Linked DNA regions of Mus musculus: regions 2, 3 and 4 are each linked to region 1. The links are chromatin contacts, called in public Hi-C and HiChIP or PLAC-seq maps. All regions are on one chromosome and are shown on one strand. The core of a region is the stretch at or near the end of the contact, and the rest is flanking DNA. Distances in the headings are between cores, read along the strand shown.

The links. A called contact is a pair of places that touch in the nucleus more often than the background predicts. HiChIP or PLAC-seq counts read pairs in DNA pulled down with a chosen protein or histone mark.
Region 2: a contact with region 1 is called in a Hi-C map of bone marrow-derived macrophages, with 21 read pairs. The contact joins two enhancer-like sites. A contact is called at or near these places in 1 of 15 datasets of contacts at CTCF or cohesin (CD8 T cells), 2 of 484 Hi-C or Micro-C datasets (bone marrow-derived macrophages and myeloid progenitors) and 1 of 115 datasets of contacts at active chromatin or transcription factors (bone marrow-derived macrophages).
Region 3: a contact with region 1 is called in an H3K4me3 HiChIP or PLAC-seq map of bone marrow-derived macrophages, with 3 times the contacts expected there. The contact joins two enhancer-like sites. A contact is called at or near these places in 11 of 484 Hi-C or Micro-C datasets (3T3-L1-derived adipocytes, B cells, CD4 T cells and 7 more) and 3 of 115 datasets of contacts at active chromatin or transcription factors (bone marrow-derived dendritic cells, bone marrow-derived macrophages and regulatory T cells).
Region 4: a contact with region 1 is called in an H3K4me3 HiChIP or PLAC-seq map of bone marrow-derived macrophages, with 3 times the contacts expected there. The contact joins two enhancer-like sites. A contact is called at or near these places in 5 of 484 Hi-C or Micro-C datasets (CD4 T cells, CD8 T cells, Th17 cells and 2 more) and 1 of 115 datasets of contacts at active chromatin or transcription factors (bone marrow-derived macrophages).

The regions. Positions count from the first base shown.
Region 1 is chr13:116,948,152-116,952,519 of GRCm38.p6, forward strand. The region is part of intron 3 of Parp8 (poly (ADP-ribose) polymerase family, member 8); the gene reads right to left. Among named protein-coding and RNA genes, the nearest start is that of Parp8, 75 kb to the right of the region's middle. Within about 2 kb of position 1,595, at least 44 of the 459 cell types and tissues checked have an H3K27ac peak or open chromatin away from gene starts, as enhancers often do. A contact at or near this core is called in bone marrow-derived macrophages, where this site is marked.
Region 2 is chr13:117,150,688-117,155,503 of GRCm38.p6, forward strand. No RefSeq gene overlaps it. Among named protein-coding and RNA genes, the nearest start is that of Gm6416, 23 kb to the left of the region's middle. Within about 2 kb of position 2,169, at least 7 of the 459 cell types and tissues checked have an H3K27ac peak or open chromatin away from gene starts, as enhancers often do. A contact at or near this core is called in bone marrow-derived macrophages, where this site is marked.
Region 3 is chr13:117,192,320-117,196,718 of GRCm38.p6, forward strand. No RefSeq gene overlaps it. Among named protein-coding and RNA genes, the nearest start is that of Emb, 26 kb to the right of the region's middle. Within about 2 kb of position 1,297, at least 39 of the 459 cell types and tissues checked have an H3K27ac peak or open chromatin away from gene starts, as enhancers often do. A contact at or near this core is called in bone marrow-derived macrophages, where this site is marked.
Region 4 is chr13:117,076,928-117,081,207 of GRCm38.p6, forward strand. It overlaps the pseudogene Gm29767. Among named protein-coding and RNA genes, the nearest start is that of Gm6416, 51 kb to the right of the region's middle. Within about 2 kb of position 2,609, at least 9 of the 459 cell types and tissues checked have an H3K27ac peak or open chromatin away from gene starts, as enhancers often do. A contact at or near this core is called in bone marrow-derived macrophages, where this site is marked.

The DNA of each region.
Region 1 (4,368 bases), core at 345-2,844:
AGGATCAACTGTGGGAAGTCAGTTCTCTCTTTCCAACTTTATATGGGTTCCAGTAATCAAATGCAGGTCTCAGATTGCCAGTCACACTTTCCAGGCAAGAGTTCTGCTGCTGAGCTGAGTTGGGTTGTGTGGGTTTGGGGTTTTGTTGGTTGGTTTCTTCCTAGGCTAGACCCAGTTCTTGAGCATGCCATGTCCCTGTCTGGAATTTTCTCTGTGTTTTGCCTCCTTGACATTACTTTTGCCTCTGAGATCTTGGCTCAAATGTGACGTTTTCACAAATGCTTTCTTATCTCTCCCCAGGCTTGTGGATCTCAGCCAGAGCAGCCACCGTTGGAAATTACACACCCATTTGCAAGACTCACGCCCACCTGCTTCTCCCATAGGTCTATGAATGCAGAAGCCCCTACATTCTTCTTGGTAATTAATAGTGATGCACATTGTCGTTTTGTCTTTAAACAGCCGAGTTTCTGTCTTTAGTATTTTTACAATGATTTAGTTCCATGCAAAAGTCTACAGTATATTTAAGTAGAAGAATGTCACTCACTTACCATGGAGAATACTATATTTGTGCGATTAGTGTTTATTTATAACCTACAAATCCTTTTGTCTTTCAATGATAAATAAACACATTCAAAATGACTTTACAAATAATAACAATCATTCAAAACTTGAAGACCACACCACACATAAAGACAAAGGATGGCCTGTATTAAGCTTGTATTGAGCTTGAACTGTGCTCTATATAAGTGAGTTAGACTGCCTGCTGCTTATTTGGTTAGGAGATACCATCTCCTGCTGAGTGCTGTCTGCAGGTTACACGGAGGATGATATGCAGAGGAAGGCTGCTTGTGTGATGAGACTCCATCAGTGAAAATGACTTCTCCACTCCCTGCCCTGCCTCACATTAAAGACCGAAAAGAAACAAAATTCCATAGGCACAGATAACACCAGGTCTCCTCAAAATCTCTCCACTGCTTTCCCTCCCCAGCTTCTCTTTAAAGATTGTATGAAAAAAAATTCCCCTCATGAGGTAGGAGAGGAAAGCTCACTGAACAAGCCAATCAGCAACAGATCCCAAGAGCTGACAATGCCGCCGAAGAAAAAGCACCCGGGTTTGATCCTCAGCACGTGCTATACCTAGATGTGGTAGCACACTCGGGAGGTATGGAAAGAAGGGTCACAAGTTCAAAGTCATGCTGTATTGCATGGTGGCTTGAAGCCAGTCAGGGCTATATAATTCTCTTTCTCAAACAAATGGACAAACCACCACCCCAAACAAGAACAACAAAGTAAGATGGCAGATAAAACTGCTTTCTGTTCAAGCCTGACAACTTACGTTCTATCTCTTGAACCTATGTAAAGACAGGAGAGACCAACATACAAAGTGTCCTCTGTACACACACACACACACACACACACACACACGCTTTAAATTCAAAACATAAAACAAAAGCATATTACACCTCTTTGCTAACAGGGTTCCCAAAGGCTTTTGTTCCGTGCTTCAGGGTGGCTAGTCCAGAGCACAGCTTGGACTTTTAGAAAATGATTATGCAAGAAATAACTCACTCATTCGTCCTGCATGGGAATGAGGAAGTTCTGTATCTGCTAGAGCCTTAGGACACCCACAAGCAAGCTAATCCATGGATACATTGGCTACATGCATGAGTGCACACGGGGGCTGTTGTGTGTGTGGGGGGGGGGGGGGACAGAGACTGTAGAAAAGTTCACAGACAGAGAAAGATCCCTCATCAACTTTCATTCTAAATGTTTAACTCATGAACCATGACTTTCTTTTCATTGTGTTAAGCTAGCAGGAAATATTTTTGTTTGCCAAACTGAAACCATCTGAATTTTACAGACATATTTTTTTAAATATGTCTAATTTTTAGTATCCTAATTTGCATTGAATACTAACTATATTTTCATGCTATGCCTAATGCCTACTGAATCTGACATGTAGAATATAGTAACGAGTTAATTTTTCTTCTAATCATTTTGTACTTTAATGTTTAAGGCATTTTATTAGATATTTTCTTCATTTACATTTCAAATGCTATCCCCAAATCCCCCTATACCCTCCCCGCCTACCCTGCTCCCCAAGCCACCCACTCCTGATTCCTGGCCTTGGCATTCCCCTGTACTGGGGCATATGATCTTCGTAATACCAAGGGCCTCAATTTAGAGTTTCAAGTGATACAATTCCGAACTTTTACAGAAGAACTTCAAAAAAAGTGTAAGTAGATAGATTACAAGGAAAAAAAATGCAGGACCACAAATGTCTGTCTCTCTGAGTCAGTCTTCCAGACCTGTGTGTGTTGAGCTGGTATTAGATAGCCACAGACTCCTCAACACTACTCTTGCTTCCTTCTGGAATGCAGTCTTTGATATCAGGTTAAGACATCAACCCGACGGGGCGAGCTGCAGCTCTCAGTCTCTAGATCAGTTATCAGTAGGTAGGCGGGGAGGGTATCTTACTAAAATCAAGTATGCTTTTACTGTTCACTAAGCTTTGGAAACAATGTTTTATTCTCACAAGACTAAATCGAAAGGTACAATTACACTGACATATTTTGATCATGAAGTTAATTGATGAGCATTCAATTAATGAATACAATTTATTCTTAAGCAAGTGACTATGCAATGCCTCAAATCCATAAACAACCAAGACAGGAAGCTGTGTGGTTCTAGGAAGGGAGAGGCAAGTTCTGACAATACTCTGACTCTGACAACAGTCTGGACGTGCATCTCAGTGGGACACTGGCATGTAGGCTTCTCTTCGTAAGAAGCAGAAAATACACTGTTGATCTCAGAGCCAAGGAAAGGAGGACAACACGGAACAGAATTAACTGGTGCGGGACATCTAGTTGTGGAGATCCCTTTAGATATTGCTGCTGCTTGGGTACTGTTTTCCAAAGTATAGCTGAAAGAGCCTATATAACTTCTTTCAAGCTATTTCTAAGTTCTGTGGACACAGCTTTTACATGCTACTGTGAAACCTTTTGAAACATCTGATTTTTGCTGATCACTTGAGTCACAAACTCCTCATGATGGTTTTTGCTTCTTGTTCAACATTGTGAATTTCATTGGCTCAACCGGGATGAGCTTTCCCATCCTATAAGGATATGTTGACTTTATAATTAATGTTACCTTATACCCTTACCCTTCAATTTGCTTGAAGATAATTTTCAATTAATTGGGAATGAAAAGCAATTATTAAGAAGTAATGACCGAACCTCTTAAAATCATACTTTCAGTTTCTCCCAAGAAAACTGGCCTCGAAACTCCCCTACAGTTTCCCAATCTGAAGAGGAAGGGAACAAGTCAAGAAACCTGGGAAAACATGTGAGCTCTCATAAGATGAATCATGTAGATGCTGGGGGTGAAATGTGGTTGGGGAAATTCCTACTTTTATTTTCTTACCTCAGAGATGTGAATAATAAGGGCTTGTGAAATCCACATGCCAGTATAAAGGAGGCTAAGCTAGGAAGAGCAAGAGTTCAGGGCTAGCCTGGGCTAAGGGGTAAAGTGAGATGCTATCTCCAGAAAGACAGAAAGGAACGGCCAATCTAAGATTTCCTTTGAGAATGTTGAAAAGTTAATTTTATCCTGTTGTTCCACAATTGCAGACATGCATATTCCAGGCCTTGGTTCTCATATTTACTGATTCATTTTGGTTAATATTGGTTGCTTGCTTGCTTGCTTGCTTGCTTGCTTGCTTGCTTGCTTGCGATATGCTAAAAGTAGACTTGCAAGACTAGATGTAGACCAGAATGGCCCTGAGCTCATTAAGACCTGCCTGCTTCTATGCTAGGGTTTTGGTTGGTTTTTTTTTTTATTGCTGTTGTTGTTGTTGTTGTTGATGATGATGATGACACTTGATTTTTAGATGTTTGGAAGAACAGCCTTACTCGATAGCCTGGCTTCCAATGTGCTGGTATCATAGAAATGCACCACCACTCCCTGTCTGAAAAAAATTACTGATTATCACAGGAGAAATAATCTAAGAAAAAACTTTAATTTGAAAATTGACAAAATTCTGTATTTTCCACCTGGAAATCTGGCCATATGCTGTTAAGAAACTGGTAGGGATATGAGGCATTCTTTGGCACTACAAATGCATTTGTGTGCTAGAAAATGCACACCTCGGTAATTGTCTACAGCTACCGTCCTCATGTGAACCATGTAAGCAGCATCTGTAACACAGATCTAGAATCCAAACTAAATAACTCCTTATTCAGATTAACTCGGGTTCAAAACTGAGTAGATCAACCATGGAAACACAGAAGACACTACTTAAAGTACTTTGGTTCTTTTTTAAACCTTTTCTTGTGTGTTTGTGTGTGTGTGTGTGTGTGTGTGTGTGTG
Region 2 (4,816 bases), core at 919-3,418, 200 kb after region 1:
TGTTGGTGGGATTGCAAGCTTGTACAACCACTCTGGAAATCAGTCTGGCGGTTCATCAGAAAATTGGACATAGTACTACTGGAAGATCCCGCAATACCTCTCCTGGGCATATATCCAGAAGATGTCCCAACTGGTAAGAAGGACACATGCTCTACTATGTTCATAGCAGCCTTATTTATAATAGCCAGAAGCTGGAAAGAACCCAGATGCCCCTCAACAGAGGAATGGATACAGAAAATGCGGTACATTTACACAATGGAGTACTACTCAGCTATTAAAAAGAATAAATGTATGAAATTCCTAGGTAAATGGATGGACCTGGAGGGCATTATCCTGAGTGAGGTAACCCAATCACAAAAGAACTCAAATGATATGTACTCACTGATATGTGGATATTAGCCCAGATACTTAGAATACCCAAGGTATAAGACACTATTTGCAAAACTCATGAAACTCAAGAAGAACGAAGACCAAAGTGTGGATACTTTGCCCCTTCTTAGAATTGGGAACAAAACACCCATGGATCGAGTTACAGAGACAAAGTTTGGAGCTGAGACGAAAGGACAGACCATCTAGAGACTGCCATATCTGGGGATCCATCCCATCATCAGCCTCCAAATGCTGACACCATTGCATACACTAGCAAGATTTTGCTGAAAGGACCCAGATATAGCTGTCTCTTGTGAGACTAATCTGGGGCCTAGCAAACACAGAAGTGGATGCTCACAGTTAACTATTGGATGGATCACAGGGCCCCTAATGCAGGAGCTAGAGAAAGTACCCAAGGAGCTAAAGGGATCTGCAACCCTATAGGTGGAACAACAATATGAACTAACCAGTACCCCCCGGAGCTCGTGTCTCTAGCTGCATATGTATCAGAAGATGGCCTAGTTGTCCATCAGTGGAAAGGCCCATTGGTCGTGCAAACTTTATATGCCTCAGTGTAGGGGAACAACAGGCCCAAGAAGTGGGAGTGTGTTGGTAGGGGAATAGGTGGGGGAGGGTATGAGGGACTTTTGGGATAGCACTGGAAATGTAAATGAAGAAAATACCTAATTTAAAAAAAAAAAAATATATATATATATATATATATATATATATATATATATATATATGAGGTGATGCCAGTTCCATAAGTGCAGCTACCTCCTTTGCTGTTTTAAATTTAGCTTGCCAAAAGAAGAGGGTAGCTTTCACACTTTGATGTGTGACTCACCCTGCCCACCACCACAAAAGAATAATAATAATTAACACACACACACAAAAAAAAAAAAAAAAAAAAAAACAAAAAAAAAAAAACAGTTAGCCAGGGGTGGTGGCACACTCCTTTAATCCCAGCACTTGGGAGGCAGAGGCAGGTGAATTTCTGAGTTCAAGGCCAGCCTGGTCTACAGAGTGAGCCCAAGACAGCCAGGGCCATATGGAGAAACCCTGTCTCAAACAAAACAAAACAAAACAAAACAAAACAAAACAAAACAAAACAAAACAAAACAACAACAGCAACAAAACCCACTTAAATATATACTCAAATATGTAAGCTTAAGTGCTTCAGAATATATATATATGGATATAATATATAGGGAAAAGGTCCAAACAAATTACAAATGTGGTCTATTCATCTCCATGTGTGGCCAGGTTAGGCACAGAACAAGGATGGAAGATCGATGTGTAGGTTTGCTGCTGGCTGCTGGCTGCTGGCTGCTGGCTGCTGGCTGCTGGCTGCTGGCTGCTGGCTGCTGGCTGCTGGCTGCTGGCTGCTGGCTGCTGGCTGCTGGCTGCTGGCTGCTGGCTGCTGGCTGCTGGCTGCTGGCTGCTGGCTGCTGGCTGCTGGCATTACTTTTTCTTTGTTCCCTTTGGCTGACCTAAACTTTTGTAACAAAGTATTTTGACTTTGTTACTTACCTTTCACTAGATGGTGAAATGCACCTTCCTTCTCTCTTCCCAACACTGTCTCTTAAATCCTTTGTTCTGCCCGAAAGCATGTGAAGGTGTGCTGTCCGCATGTGAAGGTGTGCTGTCCGGGTGAGCCAGCTCCCTTCCCAAGCCTATTGATTTTGCAGAAGTCTCGTGCTATGCTCACACACTGGTTCACTAAAGAATCCGTATTAATCATTTAAAGCAGTGATTCTCAGTCTCCCTCTTGCTGCTGTGGCCCTTGGATGCAGTTCCTCATGTGGTGGTGACACCCAAGCATAAAATTATTTTTGTTGCTACTTCCCACTTGTAACTCTGCTGCTGTTATGAATCACGATGTAAATACCCGGTTTCCTATGGTCTTAGGTGGCCCCTGTGTTAGGGTTGATTGACCCCCTAAAGAAGTCAGGTCCCACAGACTGAGAACCACCAATTTAAAGAGCCTGGCTTCTGGACCCTATTGTGCTCCCAATGCTTGAGCTATTTCTCCCACTCACTCAGTTAGTTTTATTCTTTCCCCATAGCATTTCAAGCCTATTCCAGACACTGAGCCATTTCCTTTCTGCCTGTCTTAGTTAGGGTTTTATTGCTATGAAGAGATACCTTGACCAAGGTCACTCCTATACATAAAACATTTCATTGAAGTTGGCTTACAGTTTCAGAGGTTCATCATGGCAGGAAGCTTGGCAGTGTCCAGGCAGACATGGTGCTGAAGGAGCCTAGAATTCTACCTTTTGATCCAAAGGCAGCCCAGAGGAGTCTATCATCTGCACTGGGTGGAGCCTGAGCATAGGAGGGTACTTGAAAGCCCAACCCACAGTGACACACTTCCTCCAACAAGGCCACACCTGGGGCCTAGCAAACACAGAAGTGGATGATCACAGTCAGCTATTGGATGGGTCACACGGCCCCTAATGGAGGAGCTAGAGAAAGTACCCAAGGAGCTAAAGGGAACTGCAACCCTATAGATGGAACAACAATATGAACTAACCAGTACCCGGGAGCTCTTGACTCTAGCTGCATATGTATCAAAAGATGGCCTAGTTGGCCATCACTGGAAAGAGAGGCCCACTGGACTTGCAAACTGTATATGCCCCAGTACAGGGGAAAGCCAGGACCAAAAAGGGGAAGTGGGTGGGTAGGGAGTTGGGGGGTTGAGTATGGGGGACCTTTGGGATAGCATTGAAAATGTAAACGAGGAAAATACCTAATTAAAAAAAAAGAAAGAAAGAAATGTACTGGAGGTGCTCAAACCTTTGCATAAGAAATGCAATATTTAAATCCCCTGCTTTTTGTAACTCACTTTAGGTTTCTAGGTTTAATTCACTTCTGAATGGAATATATTCTGTACTAAGTCTTTGAGACCTGTCTCTGTGTGATAAAACTGTAACTTTTGTTTGTCAGAACATACCTTTGTGCAGACATGTGCATGAATTGTACATAATAAAACCAAGAATTTTGACTTTCTGGACACACACAAAAAAAACAAAAACAAACAAACAAACAAACAAACAAAAAAACAAGGCCACACCTGTTTCAACAAGGACATGCCTCCTAATAGAGACACTTTCCATGGGCCATACCTATTCAAACCACCGTAATGCCCATACATGGCTCATGAAGGTTTGTCTCTAGGTTACCTTTGCTCTCAGATCACCAATACAGAAGTATCAACTTGTACTTTCTTATTCACATAAAGTAACAGCCCCTGTCCTCCTTTCCTCCTCTCTCCCTTTCTCCCCTCCTCCTCCAATCTCTCCTTTCTGCTCCCATTCTTTATGGTGCTGGATTAAGCCCAGAGCCTTGTATGTGTGAGGCAAACTTTCAGCTTCCTGAGCGGAATTTGCATCCTATTAAATGCTCATTTTTTGTTTTGTTTTGTTTTTTGTTTGTTTGTTTGTTTGTTTTTTCAAAACAGGGTTTCTCTGTGTAGCCCTGGCTGTCCTGGAACTCACTCTGTAGACCAGGCTGGCCTCAAACTCAGAAATCTGCCTGCCTCTGCCTCCCAAGTGCTGGGATCAAAGGGGTGCACCACCACTGCCTGGCTTAAATGCTCACTTTCATTATTACATTTGTGTGTGTGTGTGTGTGTGTGCACGCGCACTCGCGTGCGTCTGTGTCCTTGTATGTGTGGGCACACACATGAATACATGTGCTCTGTGAGTTTATGTGTATGGGGTATTCACATGCCACCATGCACATGTGGAAGTCAGAGCACAATTTGAGAAAGTCAGTTCCCTCTATGCACCATTTAGTTCCTCGTATCTCCCAACTTAGGGTCAAATGCCTTTATCTACTGACCCATCTCACAGGCCCTGAAACTTTCTGGTTATTTTAAAGCATATTTTAAATTCTTGAAGAATAGAAGCAACATTCTATCTATTTTGCATTTTCTCTATTTCTTTAAACTGTACAGAGAACATGAATGACTATTTTATTTCTTCCAGCTCTAATAGAGTTGGAATAAATGAGGTTTTTGTTTGCTTGCTTGCTTCTGTTCAGCTCTGTACGTCCTGGAACTTGCTCTGTAGACCAGTGTGTCCTTGAACTCACAGAGATCCACCTGCTTCTGCCTCCAGAGTACTGGGATTAAAGTTGTGTACCATCACTGCCTGATTTTTTTATGTTTATTTTCTTTTAAGGGCAAAGAGAAACAAAACAGAGAGTTAACCAGTAAAAACTTAGCATTCTCTTACATTTATGATGACTACAAGTCTCCTAAATTACCGGACTTAAGTTTTTAAATGTATAAGAATGGGGCTGGGGGTGAAGGCTCAGTGGGAAAGAGCACTGATTGTGACAGTCTGATGCCTGGAACCTACATAGGACTTTGGCATCTGCAATCCTAGCCCTCTGACAGTGAGATGAGAGGCAGAGTGGAGAAAGTGAAGCAACCAAATGT
Region 3 (4,399 bases), core at 47-2,546, 240 kb after region 1:
GATGGCAGCCTGGCAGCCTCAGCACTAGCTAAGGACAACACCAACAGTGGGGCCTGTGAACCCAGTGGTTCTCAACCTGTGGGTCATGACCCCCATGTGGTTCATGTATCAGATATCCTGCATATCAGATATTTATAGTAGCAGAATTACAGCGATGAAGTAGCAATGAAACAATTTTATGGGGGAGGGGGGCTCCACAACATGGGAACTGTATTAAAGGTCACGGAATTAGGAAAGCTGAGAAATGCTGCTAGCACTGGATCCCAGGAGGCCAGAGTGGCTCCTGGTCTATCCTCCCTGGGTTAATTCCTGCCTTGGTTTTCCTTCAGCCTGTCTGAATGGCTAGGCCTATGTCATACACAGGCTTATATGACTGCCTGGATTTTTCAACTAATGAGAAACGTGCAAATTAAGCACCAGAGTTTACACGGTGAGCAGACGACAGACCAGAATATTCCGCACTCATCAAAACACACTGACGAGGGCAGCAACAGAAACGGTATGCTGTACATGCTCCGTGCAGTAACAGAAATTCCTACAATAGTATATTGGTAAATATGCTATTTCTCATTGTATCCCCATATATGTATAAATGGGGGTTCTATTTACTTCTAGCCTACCAAGGGTCATTTGGTGGTGTGGTAGCTTTAGTAAAAGATGGATTGAAATCAGAGTAAAGCTCACTGTATGGCCCTTGCCTGGCATGCACCTTGATCCAGGTTGTGTGCCCAGTTCTGCAGGAGAAAGGAGAGAATGCTCCCTTTACATCAAATGCGTTTTCAGCATAGATGTAAAAAGTGAAAAGGCGGTTCGGTAATATAAAATATCAAATGACGTGAACAAGTTTCTTCATGTTGAGTTGTTTCCTTGCATTTCAAATCTTATCTGACTTGATCTTGTTCCTTGTTAACTGGGTTCTCAGTCTGGATGGTACTGGGTCTGTGTGTGTGTGTGTGTGTGTGTGTGTGTGTGTGTGTGCTTTCACAGCTGAGATTTCTAGTGTACACATAAAATCATCATATGTCATACCTTTCTCTTGCTGTTCTGCATGTACACATGTGTGTATGTGTGTGCATGCATGTGTGCACCTGTGTGTGCAGCTGTGTGCGTGCATGTATGTGCGTGTGTGTGCACACACTCTCATGTGCAAGCATCTGTCGCTATTCTCCTCTTCTTCCTCCCCCTTCCCTAATGGTCTTCTCTCTTCCAGTCTTCTGGAGGTGTCACCTCTCCTGTCAGGGCCCTTTGTAATCTAACCTAACACACAACTGTCAATCAAGGGCTTCTCTTTTTTTGTCATAAGTTGTTGAATTCACTTTGCCTTTCCTGTGGTTTGGATCTCCTGCTCACGGCCTCCAACTTCCTCTTACTCAATTTAAAGCCTCTTTTGCCTCAGTGAATCAGCAGGTCAGGTGGATGAGACAGGGTAAAGGCACAGCCATGAGAGACGGAGTCTCCCACCTGCAGCCTGATGGGGGGAACCTGACTCCCTGGAATGTCCTCCTTCATCATCTTGACAATTCCCGCCCCCACGGCATTCCACTTAATTTGATTTACTTTGATTTTGTGGAAGACATTCTCCAGTAGATCCTCAGGGAAAAGATTCTTGAAATATACAGTTTTTTAGATAGTTCTTGATTTAATATGTTTTTATTTGGTCTTCATATTAATAGACATTTCAGTAGGGCCAAGGGAGGAAATATTTTTTTCTTTCAGAATGTTGGAGCCAGGTTTTTTTGTTTGTTTGTTTTTTTGTTTTGTTTGTTTGTTTTTTTTTTTCTGTTTAGAAACTTGGGAGGTGCTGGTCATACCTGACTTAACATACAATAGCTAGAGGCAGGAGGATTGTTGTGACCTCAAGGCCAGCCTGGGTTACATAGTGAGATCTATCCTCGTCTGGTCTACAGAGTTAAGAGTGTCTCAAAAAGCAAATAAGGAGCCAAGCGTAGTGGGACACACCTTTAATACCAGCATCTGGGAGGCAGAGGCAGGTAGATCTGTATAACCTCAAGGCTAGCCTGGTCTACATGCCAAGTTCCAGCACAGCCAGGACTAAGTAGAGAGTCCTTGTCTGAGAAAAAGCAAACAAAGTTGCAGCCATTTTAAATTTCTTATGATGTCACTATCTTTCCTTCCTTCTTTCCTTCCTTCCTTCCTTCCTTCCTTCCTTCCTTCCTTCCTTCCTTCCTTCCTCCCTCCCTCCCTCCCTCCTTCCCTCCCTCCCTCCCTCCCTTCCTTCCTTCCTTCCCTTCCTCCCTTCATCTCTTGCCTTCTCTTTCCCTCCCTCCCTTCCTCTCTCCCTCCCCTCCTCTCTCCCTTCCCTCCTCCCCTCCTTCTGGCGTCTATATTCTTACAGTTTCACAGGATATCAGTGTACACCTGTCTCTCTCCACCTGGTTGGAACCAGGAATATGTCTGCCTACATTTTCTTACCTTTAGTTAATGCTGACATTTCCTCCCTGACTTCCTTTCTCCTTGAGCTTTCTCTGACTCCCTCGGACTTCTGCTCTTTGGATGTGGGGTTCTCAGCCACCGATGCTTTCTCATCTTTTTCTCTCTTCGGAGAGCTTCTTAACCTCATTTTTCTTTTTTTCTTTTTCTTGTTTTTAGAGAAAAAAAAAAATGGGAAGGAGTTTAACTAGGAGAGCCATGTCATTGAGTTAGGCACAGAGGTCAGCCCACAGCAGGAAGCAGCCACATGGCGAGGGGGGCTTTAGATCAGAGTAAGGACTTTAGGTTTCTTTACATATAACCAGTGAGGGTTCTGTTTGCTTGTTTGCTCTGTTTTCTCTTTTCATTTGAGATTCTCTCTCTCTGGTATTTGCTAATCTTTAGTTGTTTTATTATATTTATCTGTTTGTTTGTTTGTTTATGGAGAGAGGGTTTTTCTATGTATCCCTGGCCATCCTGGAACTCATTCTATAGACCAAGCTGCCCTCAAACTCAGAGATTCACCTGCCTCAGTCTCCCGAGTGCTGGGATTAAAGGCGTGCAACACCTCCGCTCAGTTTAGCTGTTTCATTCTTATTCAGGATTATTTAGTGGTGGTTGGAGAGATGTTTCAGCTGTTAGGCATGAGTTTGGTTCCCATCAACCACGTTTGGGGCAGAACAATCCCCGGTAACTCAAGATTCAAAGAATCCGATGTCCTCTTCTGGCATCTGGGGGAACCTCTGTGGGCACAAATGCTAATGATACTAATAATAAACCTGAAAAACAGAAACCTTTAGTTGTATAAAACCTTTATTTTAATCATTTTGTAACCTTAGAACACATTGAAATGCTGTACAAGTCCACACTGAGAATTAAGGCAACAGCTCTGATTGGAGAATTCTCAGTACTCAGCCTACAGCGTCTCTATGAAGCCATCTGTCGTAGTCCAGAACCAACCTGTACATTCACTCTCAACCCTGTGCTGATCTGATGAGTAATTTCATTCCACTCTCGGCTTGTGTTTCAGCTTCTCAGAGGGCCACACAAACTGATGTTACTAATCTTGGCAACCCACACCTCCAAGTCTGAAGACCAATCCCCAACACCTCCCCTGGGGACAGGAGGGGGCATCCGCCTCGAGGTGACCAATGAGGAACCTAAACTGGTCAGCACACACGCCCTTGTTTGAGCTTTGCCTTTCACCCTCTGGGCCATCTCAGTCTGAAAGTAGCTGGGTCTAGATCCTGCTTTCCGTGGACATAGCTCTTTTGATAGGTCCTTAACTACGACAACTCCAGTACATGCTGGTCCCCCAACCCCAAAGCGTGTGTTAACAGGCAAGCTTTTATTCCACTACCAAAAACAAAAATTTACTTCCTGTCAACAGTGAGTAGGCACTTCCGGAATGGTGAAGCTATGCTGTACGCTGCAGGAGGCCTCTGGACTGTAGTGCACGTCTCTGTATAAGAACGAGAGATACTGGAGGGAGGGGTGGGGAGGGACACAGAGAGTGGTGACCTGGGTTTTGCTTTTTGATGACCATGCATTTTTACAAATTTTGCCAGTAAACCTTTGTCTTAACCCATTGGGATTGACTTAGCAATCTTTCTAAATTCCAGCACAAAAAAAGCTCCAAATGGGGGCATTCTCTCTCTCTCTCTCTCTCTCTCTCTCTCTCTCTCTCTCTCTCTCTCTCTCATACACACACACACACACACACACACACACACACACACACACACACACAAGTCAGTTGGGAAAAAAATACTGTTTTTGTATAATCCATAAAAGTTAAAATATAGAGCCGGGCGTGATGGCGCACACCTTTAATCCCAGCACTCAGGAAACAGAGACAGGCGAATTTCTGAGTTCGAGGCCAGCCTGGTCTACAGAGTGAGTTCCAGGACAGCCAGAGAAACCCTGTCTCAAAACCCTGTCTCAAAAAAAACCAAAAATAAATAAATAA
Region 4 (4,280 bases), core at 1,359-3,858, 130 kb after region 1:
CTGCCTCTTGAATGCTGAGTCTAAAGATGTTTGCCACCACAACCAGGCCAATTATTATACTTTTAATTTTCTATCCAGAGAAATAATGTAAAAAATAATATGTATATCTTCACCAGAACTAAGTAGATTTTAGAATGTGAATCCTTAGACCTTACCTGTTCAATCATATACCAAGTGTGTGCTCAGGTGTGTATACTTTGGTCTTCCAAATGATTGAGCTCTAACTTTAATGAGTGTTTGCATATATAATTTTATATTTTAAAATATGATTCTTTCAAAATTAGAGAATAATTGTGGGTAATTCTATTTATTGCAGGTTACGATCTATGAAAATCAGAAGTTAACATGGGAACATCGAGTTTGCAAATTTATTTATATGTTAACTTGATATTACTGAGTTAAAATGAAAAGGGACTCTTGAAAGTTTCCATGCAGTTTGGGGACTAACATTGGTATTTGGGTTTTATACTAGACTATGCTCCACACAAATAGTAAAGAGTTACTTCTCAATGATGGAAGTTTTTTACTTATTCAGAATTCTGAATTTTTGTTTAGGGAAAGCAATTTCGGTTAGTAACAGTGGAAGAGGGTGGCAGGATGGAAGAGAGAATCAATTGTCAGTGTTCTTTAGTTCTTCTCAGTACCTCCACAGGTCTTTTAAGAAAACCTCCCTTTCAACCATCCTTGGTCTATTTCCCATGATCACCCTGGTCATTACCACTTGCTGCTGTGCTGATCTTGTGCTTCCTCCAAGAACATTCATTTGCTCAGATTTATAAAAACTGGTTGGTTATTTGAGATGTTTTGGTCTCCTTTTTTGAGACAGCTTCCCTCTCTTGCCTAGGCTAGCTTGGAACTCATTTTGTAGTCCAGGCTGTCTAGGAATTTGTGGCAATCCTCCTGCCCCAGTCTTCCAAGTGCTGAGATTACAGATGTCTACTACCATGGCTGATTTTGGTAGTTTTAAAAAATGTGTTTCCTAACCTCTAGGCTTGACACCTTAGAAAAGAAATCTGAACAATGATAATCTCAATTTGGTGTCTAACTAAATATCTAGTTATGTTTTTAGAAACCTTGGGCAGATACAGAGGAGTATGAAGCTACAGGTATAGTTAATATTTAACATCTACTTTGGCTTCTTGTGTTTTGTATAGCCTTGTCTGAGATCAGGGATAAATCTGAGCTGATTTCTTACACACTAAATTGTTGCCATCTGGGGAATATTAATAGTAGTTTCCCAAGTACTGTTAGAAATCCTTTCAAGATGTATGTAAAATGAAAACATAGCCTAGCACTATGGCTTGCATTTATAAACCTAGAATTTGAGCAACTGAGGAAGGAAAGAGGCTGTTGAGTTTAAGACAACCTTACCCTACATAAAAGCATCTAGGTTAGTAAGAGCTACATTCTGAGATACCATGTTAAAATATAGAAAGAAAGAAAGAAAGAAAGAAAGAAAGAAAGAAAGAAAGAAAGAAGAGAGAGAGAGGAAGGAAGGAAGGAAGGAAGGAAAGAAAGGAAGGAAAGAAAGGAAGGAAAGAAAGAAAGGAAGGAAGGAAGGAAGAAAGGAAGGAAGGAAGGGAGAGGGAGAGAGAGAAAGAGAGAGAAAGAGAAAGAGAAATGAATACATAAGCATCTAATTATAGACTGAGGTGGTTTGAATAGGAATGGCCCTCATAGACTCATGGGTTTGAATGCTTAGGAGTGGTAGTGTTAGGAGGTATGGCCTTGTTCAAGTAAGTTTGGCCTTGCCAGAGGAAGTATGTCACTGAGGGGGTGGGCTTTGAGGTCTTGGAAACTCAAGAGTTCTCTTCTTGCTGCCTGTGAATCAAGATGTGGAATGTTCAGCTCCATGTACACCATGTCTGCCTGCACGCTGCCATGCTTTTTGCCATGAAGATAATGGACGAAACCTCTGAAAGTGTAAGTCAGCACCAACTAAATGATTTCCTTTGTGAGAGTTGTGGTGGTCATGGTTTCTCTTCACAGCAATAAAACCCTATGGCATTGAAATTCATCTTTGTAATATAATAGTGAGATTTCCGTGAAAGTTAAGTTCACCCAATCAGAAGTAAATCATGCTTAAAATAACACAAGCATTTTGTGTCATTGTTGACCGTTCTAATGTGCTCTTCCTATTCTAGTTGGAAATAATTGTGCAAAGAATGTAGTATTATATTTAACATGGATATAGAGAATTCCTTTGTAACCTACATACAACTAAGTACTAGTTGTAAACTGATTTGACACAACAGAGATTATTTTCTGCCCTTGGCTAGAAAAATAATACATTTGAAAGTCAAAAAAATTGTTTCCTAGATTCTGAAGAGCAACAAGGAATGTTGTTGTGTTGATTGGGATTTGTTTGGAGAATATACTAAGGCTTTGACAGTTTAGTCTGATATTTATGAAATGTAATTTGCCACCTATTAAAAATTCATTCTTTGTAATAAGTAGTTTTCAGAAATGTCTTGCTTTCCTGCCTGCAGCAAGCAGCATCATTTTCTGGTCTCGGTGAGAATTTCAATAGAACATAATTCTTACACACAGAGTAGAGGATGAGTCACCCAGAGCCTGACATGAAATCTCTGCACAGCAACTTCCTTCTCAATGAAAGGGTTTCTGGTCCTTTCTCTATTGTGAAGAATATTGGCTGTTACAGTCAGACAGCCTGCTACCTCCATGGGGACAAAAGGAAGAGGCTGTGGATCTCCTCTGCTCCTGGGATAATTGGCTTGTATCCACAGTTGTCTGGCCACATTTTGTTGTTCACTGTCATATACACTTTCACCTGCTGGTTGTCTCCAGGAACCTGCATATCAGAATAGCTATTATAAATAAAAACACATTTACCTGCAAGTTTTCAACTAATTGATGATAGAAAAACCCAGAAACTCAAACCCTGGAGAGTAGCCAACCAGTCTTGGCTGTAAATGCTAACTCTTCCTGTTTAAAACTTACTGGAAGCAGAATCTGGCCTACTAACAACCTGAAGTCTAGGGCGACAGAGGCATTGACTTAATTCTGCATTTTACAGAATACTCTCAAATTTCCTATGTGATCATGAGCTTCATGGACCAGATGATTCATGGAGCCCGGCTCCAGAGAAAATTGGGTATAGCAGCTGTATGGGTTGCTTTTCTGTTGCTGTGATTAGCTATCCTGACATAAAGCAAGTTAGGACGGAAAAGAATTTATTTTGACTTAAAGAAGGACAGAACCCATAGTCAGGGAAGGCAAGGCAGCTGGACCATAAGCCCTGCCTGGCAGACTGCAAGTAGAGAGATTACATTTCTTCCACACACAAAAACAAAACAAAACAAAAAACAAACACAAACAAACAAATAACAACAATCAAAAAACAAAACAAAACAAAACAAAGGGAGAGACTGGAAGAGAAGCCAGGCTCTACAACCATAAAGCTACCTCCAGTAACACACTTTTCGAGCAAGGCTGTACCTCCTAAAGGTCTAACCTTCCCAAACAGTGCCATCAGCTGGTGACCAAGGATTCAAATACATGAGTGAAGGCTTGGTTCCAGATTCCTGTCCCTGAGGAAAATGTCCTTTCTCAGAAAGGAACTTAACACCACTGGGACAGAGAGAGGTAAAAATCACACCTGGAGGTACATAGATGCTTCACACCTACAGCCCATACCTCTGACACAGAGTTTGTTTGATATTTCCTTTGCGAGATTTAACACTCAAAACTCAACACGGTATTCATAAGGAAAATTGGTCTGAAGTTCTCTTTCTTTGTTTGATCTTTGTGTGGTTTAGATATCAGAGTAATTATGGCTTCATAGAATGAATTAGGTAGAGTACCTTCTGTTTCTATGTTGTGGAATAGTTTGAGGAGTGTTGGAATTAGGTCTTTGAAGATCTGATAGAACTCTGCACTAAACCCCTCTGGTCCTGGTCCTTTTTTTTTTTTTGGCTAGGAGAATATTAATGACTTATTTATAATAGCCAGAAGCTGGAAAGAAGTCAGATGTCCCTCAACAGAAGAATAGATACATAAAATGTGTTACATTTACACAGAGGAATACTACTCAGCTATTAAAAACAATGAATTTATGAAATTCTTAGGCAAATGGATGTATCTGGAGGATATCATCCTGAGTGAGGTAACCCAATCACAAAAGAACTCATTTGATATGCACTCACTGATAAGTGGATATTAGCCCAGAAACTTAGAATACCCAAGATACAATTTGCAAAACACAAGAAAATCAAAAAGGAAGACCAATGCATGGATACTTCGTTCCTTCTTAGAACAGG